Regions from separate parts of the Macaca mulatta genome. Here regions 1 and 2 are each linked to region 3. Evidence: chromatin contacts called from public Hi-C data. All regions are on one chromosome and are shown on one strand. Each heading gives the region's core, a stretch centred on a gene start, on an enhancer-like site or on the middle of the called end of the contact. The rest is flanking DNA. Distances are from core to core; before and after follow the strand shown.

Region 1 (3,167 bases), core at 221-2,720, 220 kb after region 3:
TGAATAAGACATGAACAAACCTATCAAGCTCAATTTTTGAGGCCACACACTATGCAAAGTGCTGAAACGACTATAAAGACAGCAATGAGCACTTTGTTGCTTAGCCTCTCAATTTTGAGAGTCACCAAGAAAGGACGCTTTACCTCTGCATGATTTGAACTTATATTAAGAAAACCTACCTACTGTAAAACCCCTGTGTTATGTTCCTCTACGGTGTTCTTTTTTAAGAATGCTTATATGGACTTTAGCAAAGAAACAATTCCAGATAAATTATCATAACACTATCTTCAAGCAACATTCCTCTAGAAATTAGCTTCATCAGCTTTATTTCTGCAATTATTAAAGGACACTCAGTTAAAGCGAAAACGCAAAACAGGGAGAATATGTGAAGGCAGAACAACTGGTTCCACTTCTGCAAATTAAGCAAAATTAAGTAAAAATAAAGGAAACAGGCAAAGGGAAGGAACTCAAGAGCTATTTGCAGCAGTGATCCGTTACAAGTTCTACGTGCTTCTCCTTGAGTTCCAAGAGATAAGGAGGGGAAAGGAGAGAAGGCACCACACAGAAGCCTAAACTTACTCTTGGCACAACTTAGAATATTCATTGAATTCAGCCTAAGATGTCTGGGCTATCTGGATTCGGTGGGAATGCCTGGGAGAAGGGAGTGGCATTTGCTTTCTCCGTTTGAAACCCTGGGAGCTGTAGCAGAGAGTACCCCAACCTCTTGGTTATCTTGCAGAGGAGGCTCAGGGCATCGTTTCCCAAGCACACACCTGCAGGGCCGGGCGGCTTCTCCCTTTTTCTCTCCTGTCCTCAGGGATGGACCAAAGTCCCGCCGGCGCACCGTTACCCCGAGGGCCACCTGGCTCCCGCAAGGGTGAAGCCGGAGCGCACTCCGCCGTCCCAGCTCCCGGAGCCACGCAGCGGAGGCGGCGCGCAGCTGGACACCGGCACCGCCAAGAGGCGCATTACAGTAAAACTTGGGGGAGCAAGTCTACACGCGACGACGCGGAGGCACAGCCCCTGACGCGGGCTCGGGGACCGTCGGCCCGTCCCGCCCCTCCTCGCGGCAGAAGGGCAGCAGTCCATACCTGTCCTCCGAGACGCTGATGACGCCCTCCTCTTTGGGCACGATCACGGCCATATTCACCACCTCCTGGGACCCCTCCATCCGCTGCAGCAGGATCGGCTTGCGGGTCAGAGGCTTGGGCTGGATCTCCGCCGCCATCGGAGGAGGGGGCGCGTCTTGGGCGCCGCCGCCAATCGCGCCGCGGGGCCGGGCTGAGGAGACTGCTGGGGCACGGACACAGGTTGAGACAGAGACTCTGGCTGGCCGGAGCGGAACGCCGGAAACCGGCGAGCATAGCCTGGCCTCCTCTCTCGGGAACGACTCCGCGCTCCCTGCTTCAGGCACCAAAACCGCCACAACCGGGATGCAAGCCGGCGCCACTACCAGAGGAGGGGGCGGAGAGCCGGAGGGGCGGAGCCTTGTGGGCGGGGCCTGCCGCAGGGGGGTGGCCGCTGGTGGGCGCGAGGGCGGGTCCACTTCCGGGAGGGTGGTGAAGGAGGAGGGGAAACCTGGAGCAGGAGGCGGGGATCTGGTGTCCCAGTGCGCGTGCGTCAGTCCCCCTCGCCCATTTTCCCCCCCTCCCCTCCGCGGCTCCCCGGGCGCTGCAGCACCACTAGGACGCATGCGCTTTCCGTTCCCCGCGGTCTTCTCTCTGCCTCCCACACCCAAGGTTTAGTCCCCTCCCTCTTTAACCTCCCGTGAACGCGCGTATACACACCCCTGGGGACGCGCTTGCCGGAGGCCACGCCCCTTCGAAATTCCCTGAAAAGAGGGCGGAGGCGGGGCGGGGAAAGGAGCGCCTCAGCAAGACCGGAAAGAGAAGAGGCCTGCAGGAAGGAAAGAAGCCCAATTAGTTGGGACGTGACTGGGCATGCGCGCGGGGTACCTGGCCTAGCTGTCTTAACAATGAAGCGCGGCGGGAGGCCGCTTACAGCTCCCAACATGTACCAGGCCCAAGCTGCCGGATGGCACCCAGTGGCCTCCTGGGAGTCGTAGTTTCTTGGAGCCTCCGCCCCCTTGTCCTGGAATGACCTATCGCCCACTTCTCTGGGCTGTGGGCCTGGGGAGCTCAGCGGCCTCCAGGGCCATTGGCCAAGTCAGGACCTGGACTTGCCTCTGTGGGAACTGAGGAGCAGCCCCCAGCTGAGCAGGACGTCACCACTCCTAGGATCAGGCTGATGCTCGGAATAGTGGCACGGAAGGGACATGGAAAGGAGAGAATCTTTCATACAGATATCTTCAAGGGAGCTCAGAGATCATCTGTGGTGTCTATCGCCTCGTTTTCTTAGATGGCTAAATTATTCAGCCAAGGTTACTTTAGTGCAAAGTTAGGGCTAAACAACCCCTCCTTCCTTCCAGACTTGAACCCAGTCCCCTAGTGCTGGCTTCTTTCCATTTCCCCAGCAATCCAGCCTTTTTAACTTGCTCCGAACACAATGGACAGAGTTACTGTAGTTACTGAATGAATGTTAGGTGCCTACCACAAGGCCTGGCATGTGGGGTTGATCGTGAAGACTAAGCTCCGATTTTTTGTCTTGCCCAAATTCCTATCTAAGGGGTCTGGGGAGTCATGGCCTACAAAAACCATAAATTCTCATCAGATGGGTTTTGACCGTGTATATCATGACTTACTTTCCAATCGGACTCTGGCATAACAAGGAAGAAAATCAAAATGTTTTACCCCAAATGATATTTCATTGCCATACCTTAAAATTGCCCTGCAAAGTCTCTTGTGGGAAAAATCCACGTTCTATATCCCCTTTCGCCTTTGTTTTCCTTCCTTCCCACACCCGGGAGATAACCAACTAAGAACCAGGCATCCTTTTAATCTGGTAAGGAACATTTTACAACCTGCTCTCTCTAAACGCTGCTATCTAAAAGATTCCTCTGCACAATAAAACTTGGTCCACAATCCTTTACCTTAACCTGAACATTCCTTTCCATTGATCCCAGGTTTTCAGATAAACTCAACCAATTGTCAACCAAAAGATGTTTAAATGTACCTATAGCCTTGAAGCCCCCGCATTAAGTTGTCCCGCTTTTCTGAACCAAACCAATGTATTTCTTAAATGTATTTGATTGATGTTTCATGCCTTCT
Region 2 (3,448 bases), core at 826-3,325, 220 kb before region 3:
TTTCATAACACATTAAGTGAATGTTTTTATTAAAAAACAATATTTTCCAAAGCAAAAAAAGAAATTTAGCAAGAAGGGTGCCAATGATTTACATTTTTTGCAAATCTTTTTAATGTCTGGCTTGATGTGAAACCAGACAGTGGCTCCTCTTTTCTGTTTCTGCATTCAATCTGTAGTGATAAGTTGTTTTTGTTGAAGTATATGAAGAAAATTCAGGCTAACTTAGATATGTAGTAGGAAAAGGGAGTATATTTTAATACATATTGAGCTTACATTTAAAATATATTTAATTTTTCACCTAGTTACAGATATTGTTCTTTGATGCTAGGCCACATTTGACAAGTTATGCAATTTCTTAATGTCAGTTGCAATGCAGACTCTGAAATCCTATTAATGACCTTTTCACACTGTTAATTAAAATCCACTATCACTTAGTTTTATCCGCTATCACTTTTGCACTTCTCAACACAGTAAAATAGGCAAATATTACCTTAATGTTATTACAAAAACAGATTTGTTGAGGACCCATTGAAGGGCCTCGGGACCTGCATGGTTCATGGAACACAATTAAGAACCACTGCCTTAAAGGACGAACACAGTCTGACAAAAGTGGTAAGATTTACCATTTATTTAACATTTGGAATGTATGAATTAATAAAAGCAACACTACAGAGGACAGTTTGTTTTCTCAGGACAAGCTTTCAAAAGCTTATTTAAAATGCAGCTACCCCATAATGAAAAGACGTTTCTGGCAATTCCTTCAAATAATTTAGGTGGGAAAATTAATGTGATAGGCTTTTCAAACTGAACTATTAAACATTTAACTTAAAAGCTGAATAATGACTAAAGTTAAACCTGTCCTTTAAGTCTGGTTAGTGAGTTTATTTAGCCATTATAATGTAAAGCACTGAGGAATATTCCCTATGGCAGGGAAGAACCAAAAGGCTCTGATAATAGACTTTCTCATTCAAAATGTTTAAAGTAATGATTACAGAATTTGAAGTAGAGGGGACAAAAATGAAGAAGTGCCTGAACTTTTGAGAGAATTAGGTACATACTGCTATTCAGAAAGCTATGGTGTTAATTATAAATTTTCAGCCTGAACAAAAATATGTAGGTGGTAAAAAAAGCTAGGTAGGTAGAATATACTAGGCTTTCTGTTTTATTAGTGGAGGGCAAGGCATTTAAAATTCAGTAGTACTACAACAACAAAGGTGGAAAAAAGTATGGGAGTTTTTTCACCAAAATGTTAACAGTGGCTATCTCCGGATGGTAGCACTCCGGGGGGTTTTTCCTTTTACTCATCTATTTGCTAGATTCTTTTTCTAGAAGAAACAGCGTATACACGTAATACAAATAAAATAATATTTTATGCAACTTCTTACATCAATCATAAAAATTAAAATAACAGATTATCAAAAAGCAGAGGATTCAACATAAGCTTTATATTGAAGTGACGTGTTAACAATGGCACTTTTGGTGAGTTTAAGAGGAGAAACTAAGAGATGAGAAGGAAGATCCGGTTTCTTCTTTACTGAAGAGAGACATGATAGATTGGAAAATGTCTCGTAGCTCAATCGTAAAGAAAAATGAGGAATGAATATGAATAATTTATGACAGACTAACTGGAGTGTGAAAGAGAAAGAAAAAGCTGAAGCAGGAAAGGTAACTCGACCACTCAGCCAACAGTGAAACAGAAGAAAACGCGGTAAATTGAGTTTTTAAGACCTAGTCTGTTCCAGTCTATATAGAACACCCCAAAGAAAAAGGAAGACTGCTCATTGGCCTGAGAAATTACCTTAGATTCATGACAAGGAAGGCCATTTACTCGCAAAATTTAGCCGCACTGGACGGGCAAGTATCACTACAGAAGAGAAAACGTCTGTGAGCCCCACGACCGGCTCCTCACCTCAACAACTTGCACAGGTACCAGCTCCTTTCGCCGTCCGCCATCTTCCGCCGACCCCCGAACTCAGGAAACGCTTCACTTTCCTCTTCTCTATTGGCTCCTGAGAAAGCGAGCCATGCTCGCTCCGCCCTCACGGGCCAATTGCGCGTTACAATTGGTTGCTGGTAGCCGCTTCCCACGGCCTTCCAGCCAATAGAATATGCCGAGACGTAGACTAGTGTTCGGCCTGGCGCACACGGCACCCGCCCCCTTGGGCGGGACAGCAGCGGGGGTTGGGCTCAGGAGGGCGTGGCCTGTGATTGACAGCCGTCGCTCCTTCCCTTGCCCCTCTCCCCAACTGGAAGCCCCCGCCTGGGCGCCTGCGCCCCTCTCTGCGGCCCAGAGCCCGTCGCCCGTTGGAGGCCATTGGCTGGCCTTTGCGCACCGCGGATCGATTTTCCAGGTGCGGAGTTCACTGTCGCCGCGGTTGCTTCCTTTGGGACCCGCGGCGCCCGGCAGTCAGTCGCAGAGTCCGAGGAGGGGGCAGCGCAGAGCGGACCCGACGTGGCGCCACCCGGCACCTTCCCCGCAGACGGTGGGTGAGCCTTGCGAGCTGCGTCTGCTGCCCGGCTCTGCGCCGCTCACCTGCCCTCCCCCTCCCGCACACGCTTGAGATCCCAGTACAGTGTCGGAGCGCACCAGCGCGAGGTGACTGAGACTGCGGAGGAGGACGGGCCTCCGCCCTGCGGCGCCGGCACGGCAGAGGACACTTAGGCACCGGCGGGGCCGGCAGTTCCAGGGCGGGCACTCCCAGCCCCCTGGGGAGTGGGCGAGGGTCCGAGGCCCACTCTCCCCTCGCGCTCTCATCCGCACGCCCCCAGGTCGGGAGGACGGCGGCGCGCAACTTTGAATCATCCGTGTGGCGAGGGCTGCAGCTTCCCCGGTCCCTAATTAAGGGGCGGTTCCCGGACCCCTCTTGGCATTAGAGCCGAGCCGCGCCGATGCCCTCGCGCTCCGCGCATCCCCTCCCCGGATTTTAACACCACACTGTCCTCTGCCGACCAGGTGACCTTTGGCTCTGAGCCGGATCAGAGAAGAATTCGGTGTCCGCGCGGGACGATGCCTGAGCAGGAGAGACAGATCACTGCCAGAGAGGGGGCCAGTCGGAAAGTGAGTTTTGTTACCCCGCTCCCGCGCAGCGAGCTCACTCCCACCAGGAGGACTTCCCTCCCCGTGTCCTACGCTTACTCGACCCCAGGGGGTGCGCAGGCAAGGCCGAGCCAGACCCCCAGCTCCAGGGGCGTCGTGGCGTGGGAGAAAAGGACACTTTAGAAAAAGCGTGCGGTCAACTGGTGTTTGGGAACGATGGAAAACCCCACACCTCAAAATGCATCTTTATGCTTTTAAGGGATCTGATGCTGGAGAGGTAAAATGAGCATCTAGTTGCTGTGCTAGAGCCCTAATGGCTCAAAACGATGAAGTTAGTTACCTGGAGAAGTTACTCAGAGCCTGGTGCTTGGACCAGATATGGTATATCGAGGCCCTGGAACTTTTATAACT
Region 3 (3,149 bases), core at 131-2,630:
CATTTTACACATGAAAAAACCAAGACTGAGGGCGTATGCAGCATGCTCAGGTTCACCTGGCTAATGCAGAGAGCTGGGTTTCCAGCCACATTTTTACTTCAAGGGGCCGCTGACACCCTCCAAGAGACGTGGTGGTTCAAAACTATTTCTCATCCCCGCTCTGTGAGCCAAAAGCCTATTTCCTGAGGTGGTCAGAGAGATTCAGAGCAGACTGACACCTTTTCCATCACTGACACAAAGAGGAGTGTATTAAAAACAGTATGTAGCCCTGGGGATCTAAAATTTGGCTTTTTGGAGCCAAATCGGACAGGCATTGAACGTCACACGAGGCTGGGTGGTTTTACAAAACGCCACTTGTTTAAATTTCATCACTCTGTCAGGAATAACAGCAACGTAGTGGAGCCTCAGAGTCCTGTTCAGAGGGGCGAGCTGTTCTGGGGAAATTTATTTCAAAAGTTATTCTGAAGTAAAACTTGCCCACTGCGGGGTGAGGTTGGACAGTGATCCTATATCCTAGGTAATGAGGCTATGAAAGCAGCTAGTCTGTGTTCAGCTTATGTAAGTGGGACCCAGTCTCTGGGCGACTTGGGTAAACCGGTATAGAATTTAACAGGGTGACTAGCAGTGACAGCAGCAGTAAGACCCCCATTTCTAATGTGGCGTTAGGGCTGGAGATTAGATGTGGACAGGGGTGTCTGAGTCCTACATAGCGGGGCTGGAATGGGGCTGGATTACTAGTCTGAGATCTGGGTTCATGCAGCAACCACACTTTTTTACTCACACTGTTCATTTGGGCTTGGGTGGAAGGAGGCTGATGAGGATTTGGGGGAAATCAAGGGGCTCTCCCTGGCACTGCATGAAGTCGCAGAACCAGTGGCAAAAGTTCAGACTTTGGAGACAATTACTTCTCGGGTGGGAGCCCCAGCCCTGCCTCTTGCCTGCGATGTCGCCAATCTGACTGCGCTTGCTGGAGACGGGAAATGTGGCAGGGCACTGCATCCCCCAACACATGTAGGAACTTAGAGAATGCCAGTTATTACAATAACCCTTAACACCAATTCGATGCAGAAGTCTTTTAAATATCGTAAGCCTCGTCGTTTTATTCCACATGGTTTTCTAGGTAACCAAATTCTCGGAGGTGCGTCGCATCCCGGCCATGCCCAGCAGGACGGTGTTCTCTAAACGGCACTGATGCCCGATTTCAACCCCGAGGAGACTGCGGACCTCGACTGTGGCCCCCACGAGGGCCGGTCCGCCCTCACTCCACCCTCTGAGGCTGGGGCGGAGTCGACCGGCCGGCCCCGAGACCCCTCGCCTTCCTTGTGGAGCAAGGTCCCGGAAGCCGCGGCTCTTACATAACCGGGATGATGTAAGGGCGGGCGACTCCCGCGGGGCGGGACCGGGGCGGAGGCCGCGCCGGGAGCGCGGAGGGGCTCGGCGTGCGGCGCGCCCGCCATGTCCCTGTACCGCAGCGTCGTGTGGTTCACCAAGGGGCTGCGCGAGGACACCAAGTAAGGCGGCGCGGCGGGGCGCGGGCCCCGGGCCCCGGGCTGTCACGTGGCCCGCCTCGGCGCGGGCTAGCGGGGTTGGCGGGGACGCGCCCGCGGCTCCTTCGCAGTCTCGCTGGGCCGACTAAGCGAGTCCAGAACGACTGGGGCGCCTGCCCTCTACTGGTCCGCGGCTGGGCGTGGGGCGGTCGCCAGACTCCAGCCCCTCAACGCCCGCAACCGAGACTGGCGCCCGAGGGGCGGGACTGTGGCGCGCCCAGGCCCAGGGCCGTCCCACTGACGTCAGGCGGCCCTGGAGCCAACGAGACTCCTGGGCGTCACCTCGGCGCCCTGCGGGGTGTGCTCCTGGAACTGTCTTCGTAGTGCTGCTGGCGGCGTCAGATAGGGCTGGATCTAAATCGCTAGCCCAGGCTCTGTCCTCGTACCTTTGGGTGTGTTTCCTTTAAGAAGATGCGGCACCTGGACTGCGACCTTTGGCTCCAGCTGGAACTTTCCAGCCTGGGTCTCCAGCCAGTGTGGCTGTGCACCCAGTGTGTGCTTCTGGGGAACAGTGCGTGGTGGTTTTGTCGCCCCGTGATCACGCTCAGTGTGCCCTAGTTGGCTCTCCACCTCATTGTTGTTTTAAGAGGTGACAGGTTCCTGTGACGGAGGACAGATGGAGGTTTTCTCTTGGGATTAGGCTAACCGCTGGTTCTCAACCCTGTCTGCACATCAGAATCACTGGGCGAGAATTAAAAGTACCCAGTTTTCAGCCTCCGTCCCTACAGATTCTGATTCAGTGGGTCTGCACAGGGGCCTGGACTGGCGTTTCACCCAAATCCCCAGGTGATTCTCACCTCTGAGAGGCTTCTCCCGTCACTGGGGCGTTATCAGTTCTCACGGCAACCTGGCCAGCATTCCTAGGGGAGGTAGGAGTTGCAGCTCCCTTCTCTTCACCCCACATCGTTTTGGGGAAAGTTCAGCTCTGCCTCAGGAGCCCCTGCTGCAGAGAATGGTGGGGAGTGTAGCCGTGCGCCCTGTCCCACTGTTTTTAGGGGAGTACAGTGGCAGCCTCTTTCTTTCAAAGGGGTGTCCTCTGGCAATGACCATTAATTGCTGGATCTTTCCACATTATACAGCATGAAAGCTTGCGTCAGTTTCCAAGCCGGGGTGGGCCCCAAGGAAAGCAGGCTGTAAAAATCTCTCTGAGGACTCTTTCTCTCTGTTTCCCCGCCTTGAGGGAAGGTAGAAGTGAGGCCAAGGGGCCCAATTCACCACACATTGGTGGGGGAAGGGAGGGGAGGGGAAGGCAGCTGGCAAAGTTAGATGGGTTTTCCTGTTCTTGTAGATTTAGTGAATGGGACAGAAAAACAACAACCTTATTTTGACTTCAGTGTGAGAGCGCGGAGTCAGAGTTTACAGCGTTTCTCTTGGCACAAGGATTTTTATAAAGCCTCCCTTTATTGGGCTCCTAGGCAGGAGGATCTAATCACTGTTTCCTCGACTTTGCTGAACCTAATAATTCCCTGGGGCAGTTTTAAACAGACTTCTAAACCCTGGGCAAGTGTGGATGGGTCCTAAGCAAATTCCATATTTGGGTAAATTGAGGGTGTGGGGAGACACAGATACCTGCCAGCTTCCCCCTCCCCATCCCTGTCACCT

The links. Hi-C and Micro-C count contacts between places; a contact is called where the count stands out from the background.
Region 1: a contact with region 3 is called in a Hi-C map of fetal cortex germinal zone, with 3 times the contacts expected there. The contact joins the promoter of WDFY2 here to the promoter of DHRS12 in region 3. A contact is called at or near these places in 4 of 14 Hi-C or Micro-C datasets (CD4 T cells, fetal cortex germinal zone, fetal cortical plate and 1 more).
Region 2: a contact with region 3 is called in a Hi-C map of fetal cortex germinal zone, with 2.4 times the contacts expected there. The contact joins the promoter of ATP7B here to the promoter of DHRS12 in region 3. A contact is called at or near these places in 2 of 14 Hi-C or Micro-C datasets (fetal cortex germinal zone and fetal cortical plate).

Annotation. Positions count from the first base shown.
Region 1 is chr17:30,811,323-30,814,489 of T2T-MMU8v2.0, reverse strand. WDFY2 (WD repeat and FYVE domain containing 2) reads right to left here and starts at 1,470. Exons shown (of 12, transcript XM_077973835.1): 1 at 774-1,470.
Region 2 is chr17:31,247,887-31,251,334 of T2T-MMU8v2.0, reverse strand. ATP7B (ATPase copper transporting beta) reads left to right here and starts at 2,075. Exons shown (of 23, transcript XR_013407653.1): 1 at 2,075-2,483; 2 at 2,954-3,058. ALG11 (ALG11 alpha-1,2-mannosyltransferase) reads right to left here and starts at 1,953. Exons shown (of 4, transcript NM_001190890.2): 1 at 1,910-1,953. The coding sequence starts at 1,953.
Region 3 is chr17:31,030,251-31,033,399 of T2T-MMU8v2.0, reverse strand. DHRS12 (dehydrogenase/reductase 12) reads left to right here and starts at 1,380. Exons shown (of 11, transcript XM_002808146.4): 1 at 1,380-1,511. The coding sequence starts at 1,456.